2 separate regions of the Zea mays genome follow, and region 1 is linked to region 2. The links are chromatin contacts, called in public Hi-C maps. All regions are on one chromosome and are shown on one strand. Each heading gives the region's core, a stretch centred on a gene start, on an enhancer-like site or on the middle of the called end of the contact. The rest is flanking DNA. Distances are from core to core; before and after follow the strand shown. Region 1 holds the start of LOC100193941 (FKBP12-interacting protein of 37 kDa). Region 2 holds the start of LOC103626592 (GEM-like protein 7).

The links. A called contact is a pair of places that touch in the nucleus more often than the background predicts.
Region 1: a contact with region 2 is called in a Hi-C map of bundle sheath, with 5 times the contacts expected there. The contact joins the promoter of LOC100193941 here to the promoter of LOC103626592 in region 2. A contact is called at or near these places in 15 of 25 Hi-C or Micro-C datasets (bundle sheath, ear, endosperm and 6 more) and 1 of 3 datasets of contacts at active chromatin or transcription factors (leaf).

Annotation. Positions count from the first base shown.
Region 1 is chr5:78,706,378-78,711,900 of Zm-B73-REFERENCE-NAM-5.0, reverse strand. It overlaps LOC100193941 (FKBP12-interacting protein of 37 kDa), which reads right to left and starts at 3,212. Exons shown (of 13, transcript NM_001139010.1): 1 at 3,075-3,212; 2 at 2,749-2,969; 3 at 1,419-1,486; 4 at 1,294-1,330; 5 at 414-501; 6 at 265-329; 7 at 107-184. The coding sequence starts at 2,943.
Region 2 is chr5:78,524,652-78,530,105 of Zm-B73-REFERENCE-NAM-5.0, reverse strand. LOC103626592 (GEM-like protein 7) reads right to left here and starts at 3,032. Exons shown (of 4, transcript XM_008647001.3): 1 at 2,905-3,032; 2 at 2,732-2,812; 3 at 2,366-2,640; 4 at 1,983-2,257. The coding sequence starts at 3,016. The coding sequence ends at 2,081.

The DNA.
Region 1 (5,523 bases), core at 1,963-4,462, 180 kb before region 2:
ATGAACTGTGCACTAGAGATGAAGAAATTATATGACAAAATATTCAACAGATTTAGCCATATTTTCATGTCCCATCTCATAGCAAAATGAGGTTTCCAGAGGGTACCTTCAGTTCTGCAATCTCCTGCTCTCGTTTTGCAAATGTTACTATAAAAGCTGCCTCCCTTTTCTTTGCTTTCTCCAGCTGAGTATGTAACAACCAAATTAAAATTGAAGCAAAGGAAGGACCATTTTAACAGTCCCTTGTAGAAAGACAAAAAAAACCTGCTCCTTCAATGATTCCTCTGATGACTTCAGGTTACTGAGGTAAGATACCACTGAAACAGGATCTACATTTGAGATAATTTAGCATATTTGGTGATTTGGTTAGGAAATACAAAATATTAATACAGAGTTGTATTGAATTCACGAACCTGGACTGGTACCAGAAGGTACAGCTGGAATGCTCTGAAATGCTGAATGCCACTTCTCAATTTCTGATTTTGCAGCTTCAAGTTCCACCTGTTACAATAGTTCAAATAATTTCCAGTGACAAAAAGATCATGATTTTTACCTAGGTAGAGCAGATAAACTGTTACAGCATTTGGAAAGAAGTGGAAGCAACAGTTGACCAACTCACTTAATCCACCAAAATCTTATGTTTCTTTTTTTTCCTACCTAAATCTTCAAAAAGAACTTATCACTTCAGTAATGCAATTCTATTTATATAGGTCAACTTCTTCATCAGGCTTGTTAGTTAACAAATTTTATAATGCCAACATATCAGCAGCAAGCAGAGCTAATTATATATTTATATGGTAATCATGGATTGGAGAGGGAATATAATGGCATGGATTGCAGACTGCACTCATCACTAGTCAGGCTTGGTTCGGCTGGCAGGGCTGCAGGGTGGTCTTATCATGGCCAGTTCATGAGCACTGTGCACATGAAATACCTTCACAATACTAGCCATGGGTGAGGTGTGTATCGCGCAAAGCAGTGTCCTGTTTGGACATTTAGGCTTGTGCCGCCCAAACAAAAAACTCTTCAAGTACAGTCTAACAAACTAACCAACTTTAAATTGGTTTTTTTCTAAAATACCTAGTAAAACTTGTTTTGTCAGAACTGGTTTCTATTTAGGGGATCCAGACAACCACTAAGACACTAAGTGAATGTTGATTTATAGTGAACAAGTTACACCAAAATTATAGAATAATAAACTAGAACAGGTAACATATTATACAACTAGATAACATAACAGTATTTTAATGCTCTAGAAAATGAGAACATCAGAAAAGGTGAATGACATCAAACCTGGCAGGATGCAAGGCTTTGTTTACAGTCCTGTAAACTACAAAGGAGAAGTATGTTATTCCTATGTCCATTTATAACAATATAAATTCATTTTCTCAAAAAGTCAAATATAAAATGTGATGTACCTTTCACGAAGAGACAGAATCACTCCTGTCGCAGCTCCTGGTGCACTTTCCTCGACCTTTATCTTTGCCTGCACCACAAATTACAGTATTAACAAAGGGTATATATCAAGCTAGCAAGATCTGTTCAAAATCTAAATATTCTGACTAAGTATCATATTAACTATAATCTAGAAGCAACTTCCAAATTGAAACGTTGAGCCAAACCTAACCAAAGTGTGGTTGACATATGTTCCACATTGACTAATTTTAGTATTATGAGATAAACGAGCACAATCAGAGCAATATTTAAAGCGAGCTTTTCAGCTTACAAAATGCATTTTTTTCAGCCCCAGCTGTCAGCAAAAATCACATAATCTCATATCTTCTATAGTAATTATATAGCAAATCTGATAACCGACTAAAAAGATCTGCAATTTCTTGATTACGGCACCACTTGGATGCCAGGCGCCAGCATAACAAGGTTGCATGGTTCAGCTTCAAACTCAAACCATCCCTCTTCCCTATGTTAAAGCCATTCCACCACCAACTTAAATTCTCATAACCACATCTACTGACAAGATAATAAACTTCAGATCCTACAAAATAGACTTAAGCTTTGCAAAAAGTGATAAATGGTTATCAGTTCATGGCATGCTTGTTTTTTAGCCTTGACCTACCTAGCTAGTGGAAAGGAACGGAAAGATTTTGGAGTAGAGCCAATCTTGTTTGCCTTCAAATATAGTTAGACCAGAAAAGGCTAGGTAAGAAGAGCACCTTCACACAGCAAGTAAGCTTGAAGAGTACTAGTAGCGACCATTCTATCATTATACAATGCATTTTCTAGGGTCATGCAAATAACTTTACTATCAACTTTCCATTACAAAAGACATGTGCCCTTCATCAGCAATAGAAACCATATCAAGTGACAAGTGGTGGATGCAATTTATTGATCCAAATGGTCCTCTTATACAATTTCCGTTTAGCATCAATATAATGAGCAGTAATGCAAATACAATTGTAATTTTGACAATCTGGTTGCCAATTATCTAAGGTGAAATTAACTCTGCCAAGATTATTATTGATAGCTTCAGTGACTTATTTTCTTCCCCTTTCAAACACATGGCCATGATATCCCTTTTTACAGTGTAACGACCAGACCCATCATCATTTTTCTCATATTGCAGGAAATAGTTGCTCACTTCAGCTCTATTAGACAGTAGTTGGAAGTTAATTTTTTTAACATGCCTCAACATAGATGACGTTCCATTCCTACTGTCAGCAAAAAAAAAAAAAATCTTGCAAGGTTAAACACTCGGGTTCACCTTCTGCTGAACTTGAAGTCTTTCCATACCTCAGACTTAGTAGACGAGTTGGCCACTGATCTTGCGCGTTTCTTTCCGGTTTGTTGTGCCCTTGCTTCAGCTGTGGACCCCTGCTGCAGCCCATCACCCTGCTGCGGCTGCTCACCGTCCTGCTGCTCCTCGGCATCGAGCTCTTGGATCTCTTCCTCTTCCTCCAAACTCATAGGGCTCCACGGACTGGACATGGTGCCAGCAAAACACCAATCTGAATCTGCCATCGGTGACAAAACAATAAGAAAGTTCAGACCAGATTAATGCACGGGGAGATCGTTAGAGGGGCAGTGAGGACTGAGGAGCGACTAGTGTGTCACATTACCTTGGAGGGCCGGGACGGCGCGACGGCTATGGGAGAGCGGCTGGGCGGCGCGGGCAGGCGTGTGCCGCTGGCTGGGCGGCGCGGGCAAGCGTGTGCGCCCTGCGCTGACGATTTGGAAGGCCGGGAGGCCGGGACCGGGAGGGGGGCGACGGCGACGGGTGAGGACCGAGCGGCAGACGGCCGGGAACGAGATCCTCTAGGCCGGAACCGGGAGTCCGGGACCCCCTAGCGAGGCTAGAGAAAAAGAGCAGTCGAAGTAGGATCTCCGTCCGCTACGGATCGTACGTCCGCGCGTCAACTTGCAGTTCCCACCAGACTGCCTCGTGGCACAACCCTCCGTACGCTGGGCCTCGGCCCAATAAAAACGCTGCCGGCTTCGTCGTATCGTATCAGCTGGCGCTGTTTCTTTTTCATTTTTTATTTTGGTTGCGCCCCTGCTGCCGCTTTGTTCCCAGGAACAAGTACGCCGCTGTGAGCTCCGTTTCTTCGTGACATCTGTTTGTGTTTGGTTTGGCTTTTGAATTTTGATCGTGGTTGTCCTCGAAAGTCAGAAGCCAAACTAAACTAAAAGTGTGTTTGAATACACTAGAGCTAATAATTAGTGGTTAAAATTAGCTAGAGGCATCGAAACAACCTATCTAATATTTCAGCTATTAGCTATTTTTAGTAAATTAACTACTAGTTAACTAACTATTTGTTAGCTAGTTAATTCTACTAGCAAATTTTTTAGTCAACTAACTATTAGCTCTAGCACATTCAAACACCCTCTAAAAGGTTTAGTCCAGTCAATATCTTTTTAAAAGTTGGCTTTCTGGCATTGCAAAAATAAAACATTTTTAGACATGTTTTTAGTGATTTTTTATGGAAAACTTTGCAAGTATCCGGAAGAACTTTTAGTGACTTCTAGCAGCTTCCACCAAATTGTTTTTAACTTTTTTACAGCTTACGTCTCATATCAGTTTTTTCATAGCCACAACTAGACCAAACAAACGATGTAGCGTTCTTTTAACTTGGGTTAACTTCTCTCTCTAGTCACGCTACGTTGAAACTAATCTAACTAAAGGAAACATTGTGTAATATGCCAGCATCATCAAATGTTGTCAAGATTATATTGTACGATACTGCCAAAACGCATTCAAGACTCTTTATGAACGAAACCACCATACAACTTGCTAATGAGATCATGCCTCGTGGAGCTTCATGTCCCGAAAACCTATCATAGGGGCCATATGGCGCTCTGAAAGCTCTTTTGTGGGTTTTGTGGGTTTTGGTGGTTTGGATGACAACTCAATTAAAAAACTGACAAGTGTGTTAAGAGTTGGACAAGTGCTTGGTATAAAAGCTTGTAAAGTTCAACACAAGTGTTCAAGAGTGATGGTTCAAAGGCTAAGTTGATTATGGTTGTGGACATCACAAGTGAAGGAGAACATTGCTTATGCGAGACTTGGTGTGCATATCTTGGAGACAACTAGTCAAGCCAAGGATGGAGGCAAGAAGAGCTTCGAGGTACCGAGTGCATGGGAGAAGGTCAAGGAGACCGAGGAACCCAAAGTCAGGGGTGAAGAAGAAGACTTGCAAAGTTAATGATTGATCGAGTTGAGAAAAGATATAGTGCATCGAGAATCACTATCTAAGGACATGACTTACAACCAATGAGGTAGTGGTTATGTGTTGTAAGTCATAAGGCTCAAGACATAAAGCAAGGTCACTAGAAGAAGGAGTGTCAAAGCCAAAACCTGGAAGCAACCCAAAATAGCTAAGTTTACTTTGATCCTAAGTTTGGGTTGTTCTTGTGTTTGGATATGTTTTGTGTGACCTATGCAGGGTGTTGGAGCTCATAGATGGTAATCTGGATCAAGTCTTGGAGACTTAGAGTTTTAGAGTCCAACATCGACCTCAAATAGGCCAAAAGGAGCAAAATGAAGACAAAGGTTAAGTATGTGGAGAAAGTGTCATTTGGAGCTTTGTTTGGGGTGAAACAGTAAAGCTAGCAGAAGATTGAAAAGAGGTAATCTTCTACGACTCAGTCAAATGAATTATACTCTAATTGTGTTTGTCTAAGTCACAGGAAGATCCTCCTAATAGTTGAAATCAAGTGGAGAAGAAAATGAGTAAAGAAGTTTGGCTAAGTTTGGCCAAACTTGGGCCAGTCCGGGCCTCACCAGACAGTCGCCCGAGGCACCCTCGGACGAGTCGGAAATGTGTTGCTCATTCGGGGTTGGCTTCGGGCGAGCCGTGACTACGTATCCCGCCCGAGGTTGGTCTCGGGCGACCCGTGACTGCGTCTCTCGCCCGAGGTTGGTCTCGGGCGACCCGTGACTGCGTCTCCCGCTCGAGGTTGGTCTCGGACGAGCCGTGACTGCCTCTCCCACCCGAGGTTGGTCTCGGGCGAGCCGTGACTGCATCTCCCGCTCGAGGTTGGTCTCGGGCGAGTCATGACTACGTCTCC
Region 2 (5,454 bases), core at 1,783-4,282:
ACTGTTAATGGGTGGGACAATAAAACACTTGCCGCTGGACAATAATTATGAGTTAGCTGTAACATCAGGGGCTTATTTATCTCTATGATATTACATACCTTGTACATCAGAATAATACAAAACAATAAGTACCAACAAGGGAGGTGAGTTAGAATACTATCTAAATAGGATGGAATGGATGGCTGATGTAGTCTTTTGTACCCTATACAAAATCAGTGGCCCACTGCAAGTTCCTTTAGTAAGATCAAAACAGCATGTGTACCTCTAGTTCCAAGGATCTTCAGGAAATGTTGTATCCTACTTGCAAAGCTCTTCAGGGCTTTAGGCCACCATTGAGATCTGTCACCAAAAAGGAAAGGAGTTATGTCACCTATCAAACAACTATCATAAAGAATTTGGTGAAAGACGAATTCAGTTATAGAGCCATGTTTCTCATTCTTAGGAATCATATGATGGTCATGAATCATTCTACCTATCACACTTGCGACTGTAATTGTTTCACATGAGTAAATGGAAATACATGAGTCACATATTTTTCTCCAATAGTCAAAAGTTTATTTCTGGTAGTTAGGTACAACTTCTTCCCAGTCATTCCTACTTCCTTACTGATTCGTGTGCCAACCCTTGTATACATAACCTTTGGCCTCTTTTATTTGCCACCCTTGTAAAATTATCATCAGTGACGAAGTTATTGTTAATTCTCAAGAAAACATGATTTCTAAAAAGACAAGAAAGGGGTACAATGAACACAAATTGAGAAGCAAGTGGACACAGGCAACATCTTTGACGTGCTAACTGAAGTTGTGTTATAAAAATTGTGGAGTCCCTATTCTGGAGCATATAAGCTTAGTTGAACTAAATATATAAATATTGTCTCATTTTGACAGGCGGCCATCGTAACTTGACAAATGGCTATTTGCAAGGAATTACCTAGAGTCGCCAGCGACGTCTTCATTCCTGATCACAATTGTAAACAACTTATTTGCAACCTTTTTGATCGGTGACGACCGAGCTCTAATAGATCGGTATGCATAGGATCTGCAAGGTCAAGCACAACAACTAATATATTGTGAAGACAAGACTCCACAAAATTCCTCGAAAAAGTTTAGAAAGCAAAACAACACTTATGTATATTGTGAAGACAATCGCTATGACCATAACTGAAACTCCCCAATGACCAGGCAAGTCGTTGATACGATGTTTAGGCACAAATATGTAGAAGACCACCATGGGTACAGGAAAGGGAATATGGTGAGAAACAAGGATCTCACATCACTACATCATGTCCAAATATGAACCAGCATTGCAAGAAAAAATCCTAAAAATAATACCAGCAAACTCAAATGGCGTTGCAATTGTGAAATAGATGTATAAAAAATAAAGCATCATGTAGCACATGGAGGACTTTGAGTATGAGAACATTTCATCCATTAGATTTCAAACAAACACAAATACCCACTCAACACTTCATGTGTAAAATAAGATGTGGAATATGAAAATATAATGCAAGAAAGATACTGAAAGTATATTGTATAAAGCATAGGATTATAATGGGCTAAAGAAGCATCAGAACATGTCATAGTGTAAATTAGGATTCTGTTCATAGGGAGGGTATGCTGACAGGCCCTATATAATGGTTTCTAGAAGCTAGCCAAGTAACTTCTCTAATTAATTGTAAACTTGAAGCCGATTTCTCTAACTCTATATACCCGAAGCCAATGGATACTGACCACTGACAGGGAAAAAGTTGTACCTAAATACCAAAAAGAAATTCAAATTACAGATGCCCAATAAAAGAAGTCCCCTGTCACAGCTTATTAAACAGAGGGTGAGCTCAAGTATATACATCAGGTTATGACTCAACCTGCTAAAATTACGCTCAAGGGCCAGTAGAAGAAAGATGATTCCATCTAGTAAGCTAAGTTTCATATAATCAACAGATGGTGACTCCCCATAGGTGAATAAAAAGTGTGTGCAGGCATCTTCACAATCAATGTGATAGATCAATTCTATCTCTTCAATGTACATATACCATATCAGCATGGTATCTATGATGTTTTACGTTACAAAACTGTGTGCATCATCTCAGCTCCATAATTACTTGTTGGAGATATTTGAATGACTTCTCATAGCTGACAAAGCCCATGAACCAAAAATCAAAGCCATCAACAGTGACTACATCAATATACTTCTCATCTGGATTGTATAAATTTTCCCGCACTGAAGCACTTTTCATCCTCTCTGTGGGGATTAACACCTGCAGAAGGTACATATTTTATTAGCTTTGTCCGACATCTTTAGGTCACATTTTATATCTGATAAACTTCAGGTATGCATATTGACGAAGAGATTTTGCTTCAATTACCTTGTAAGGCACCCTTGTACTGCCTCCTTTAGGAGACGTGAAACTCAAAGGCCTATCACTATGGAAAGCAATCTTCTTAGTTGAGATGAAAAGCATTCCAGCTATTGGACCAGCTGTGGTTGAAAGATAGCACTGGAAAGCCTTCCGTAGTTTCTCATCTTTCTCAACTGCAAAGTATTCTCTGAAGACTTTATCAATACCGCCAGCTTGGAGAACCTTTGCACCGAAGCTTAGTTTCCCTTTTATAGTTTCTGAAATTTTTGGTCCCATGGTTACTGCAAAGAAAAAAGATTAATCAGTGATGAAATATTTTATTTTATCAACATAACACAACTTTGTGAAAAAGGACAATGGTTGGATTCTTACAGTGTTCTTTGAATCCTTGCATGTAGCTATCTGTTTTATGGCTCAGTTTGTTCATCCGATGAATGAAGGAACTCTTCTTATCTGTTTCATCGAAAGGATATCAAGTAAGTATTGGCACAATTTTTTTTCTCTTTCAAATGAAGCACTGGGGAAGCAGGTTGCGAGATTCTTACTTTTTTTATGAACCATGGTAGAACATGAAGATTTTCCTTGTCTTTCCTCATCGGCATATGCAAACGAAGTCAATGGAATTCCAATGACATGCTCCTGGGTGAAAGTCTCCATCGCTTGGAGAAGGTCTGCCATCGTGAGCATGGGGGAGCGGAGCCTGGCGTTGGTCTCCTGCAGCGCGGTATCGAGCAGCACCACTCGCTCCCGAAGCTCGATGTTCTCGCGGTCCTTCCCCGCGACCTCCGCCCGCAGGCGCCCCGCCTCCTACTCCAGGCCGGACACCCACCCGGACACCGCCAGTGCGGTGATGCAGCGTGCCAGATCCAGCTGCTCGTAGGTGTCCCGTGGCAGCGCCGCCAGGAGCTTGTCCGGCAGCACGAAGTCTACCGCCTCCGCGCCGTCGCCCAGTGGCATCGCCTCCACCGCCAATTCGCTCGTCTCCGGCTCCGCGGGGGACGGTGCTGCGTGGTTGTGGTGGGAGGGGCATGGCGGGCTGCTTCCATCGCGTGTGAGAGGGTGCGCGGTTGTGGCTAGCGTGAGATTCGCGGGGGGCGAGATCCGCGACGGGGCGACGGGGGAAGAGTGGAAGGGCAGGCGGGGGCTGGCGCGAGATCCGCGAGGGGCGAGATCCGGGGCGGCGGGGAAGGGTGCCTGCCTGCTTCCATGCGCGTGCGTGGGAGAGATCGGCAGAACCGTGCACCAATTCGTTTGTGTGGACGCCTACATTAGAAACATAAGTAGTATATATATATATATATATATATATATATATATATATATATATATATATATATATATATAAAGTACTTTTTAAGATAAAACGATGCATAATAATAATAATAATAATAATAATAATGATAATAATAATAATAATAAGTTTCAAAAATAAATAATAAAACAATTATTTATAGCTAAAAAATTATAAAGTTTGACTTAAACCTTGTCGAAACGACTTATAATCTAGATCTGGATGGGGTATTACTTTTTTTGCAAGAGGATGAATACCTACACGAAGAAAGAATGGGTCAGAGAACTAAGACGTGTTTCGTTGGGCTTTCTTAACCAGATTTGATGTTGAAAAAAAATCTCGATTTCCAATTGAACGGGTATAACATTAGAATAGATTTCTAAAAATCTACATAATCCTCCTTTTAGTCCAATTCAGAACCACCTTTGTATCCCGGATTTTTTTTTCAGATCCATGTCGTCCGTTTACCAAGCTATCATCACACGCTTACCGAACCTACCGATGTTGTAACTAAACATATTTTAGCTTCTCTACAGCCGCAACAGCTTTCTCACGGCTCGTGTCTATAATCTCGGGTTTTTCATGAATATATAGCTGAACCAGAGGCCTAAATAACCACACACGTTAGACGTAGGTAGCTCAAACACGAGCGATCTCCGAGTGGACGCCTTGACGGTGATGGGCTGATGATGGTGCGGCGTGCGCCGCGGGTGGGCCAGTTTGGGGGTTCGTTGTTTTATTTAATCTGGGCGGTTGGGCCCACACTAATCCAGGAGCACCGCACATGCAGTGCAGGCTTCTGCTGCTGCTGCCGCCCAAGCCCAGGCGGCCGGGCCACCGACATGGCCGCCGCGGGCCACCGAGACACAGGGCGGCAGGGCGCCACGGTGGGAGACCGGAGCAGCAGAAGTGAGAGGCTCTCCGTCGTCCAGTGATTCAGTCCATGCATGATGCATCGGCATCGGCACTCTAGTGAGATGTAGCCATGTAGGGTGAATCACGAGCGAGAATGGCTGCATGTGCGCGCCTTTTCCTCCCGCCCTGCGCCGAGAGGAGAGGGAACTCAGCATCCGTAGACACATCAACGGAGAGGCACGCACATGCCGTCATTCTCGCCTCGCCTGTGACGGCCACAGCCAGTCACTCCAGTCGTGCTGCTTGGTACGGTATCATTTTCGTCGTAAATCAATCACTATATAAATGGTACGATACGAATTCGATACGCTCACGTTGCGTTGCTTGTTTTTGTCTGTTCGTTCGTTCGTTCCGCTGTATCTTTTGGCCTCGTAGCTTCCTCCCTGTGCAGCGTCGGTCACCTCACCTCTAGAGATGGCAATGGATACCCGCTACCCAAACCTGGTGGGTTTTTGCTCTATTAGGGTATGGATTTGAGTCAATTTCTCTATCCATGGTTTGTTAATGGGTTCAAATGGAAACCCAATGGTTACGTGGGCATAGGTTTGTTCTTCCACTACCCATACCCGCAAACCCATGAGTTTTTAAAACCCGCCTTAAAATCAACATTTCTTATAAATATGTCTCATAATATTATTAATTGAATATATTTTAATTGAAATAAACTTCATGTAACAAATTTTAGACTAAAATTAGTTATCACTTATTTCTTTTATGCTAGCTTATTAATGTATTGATTGTCATTTACATGATGAATTATTTTTTATATTGATGTTAGTGGGTATGGGAAACCCGTTGGGTACCCGAAACCCACATGGGTATGAGTTTGAGCAAAATTTTATACCCGTCATAGGTATAGGTTTTTTAGCGAGCGTATTTTTCCTTCGCG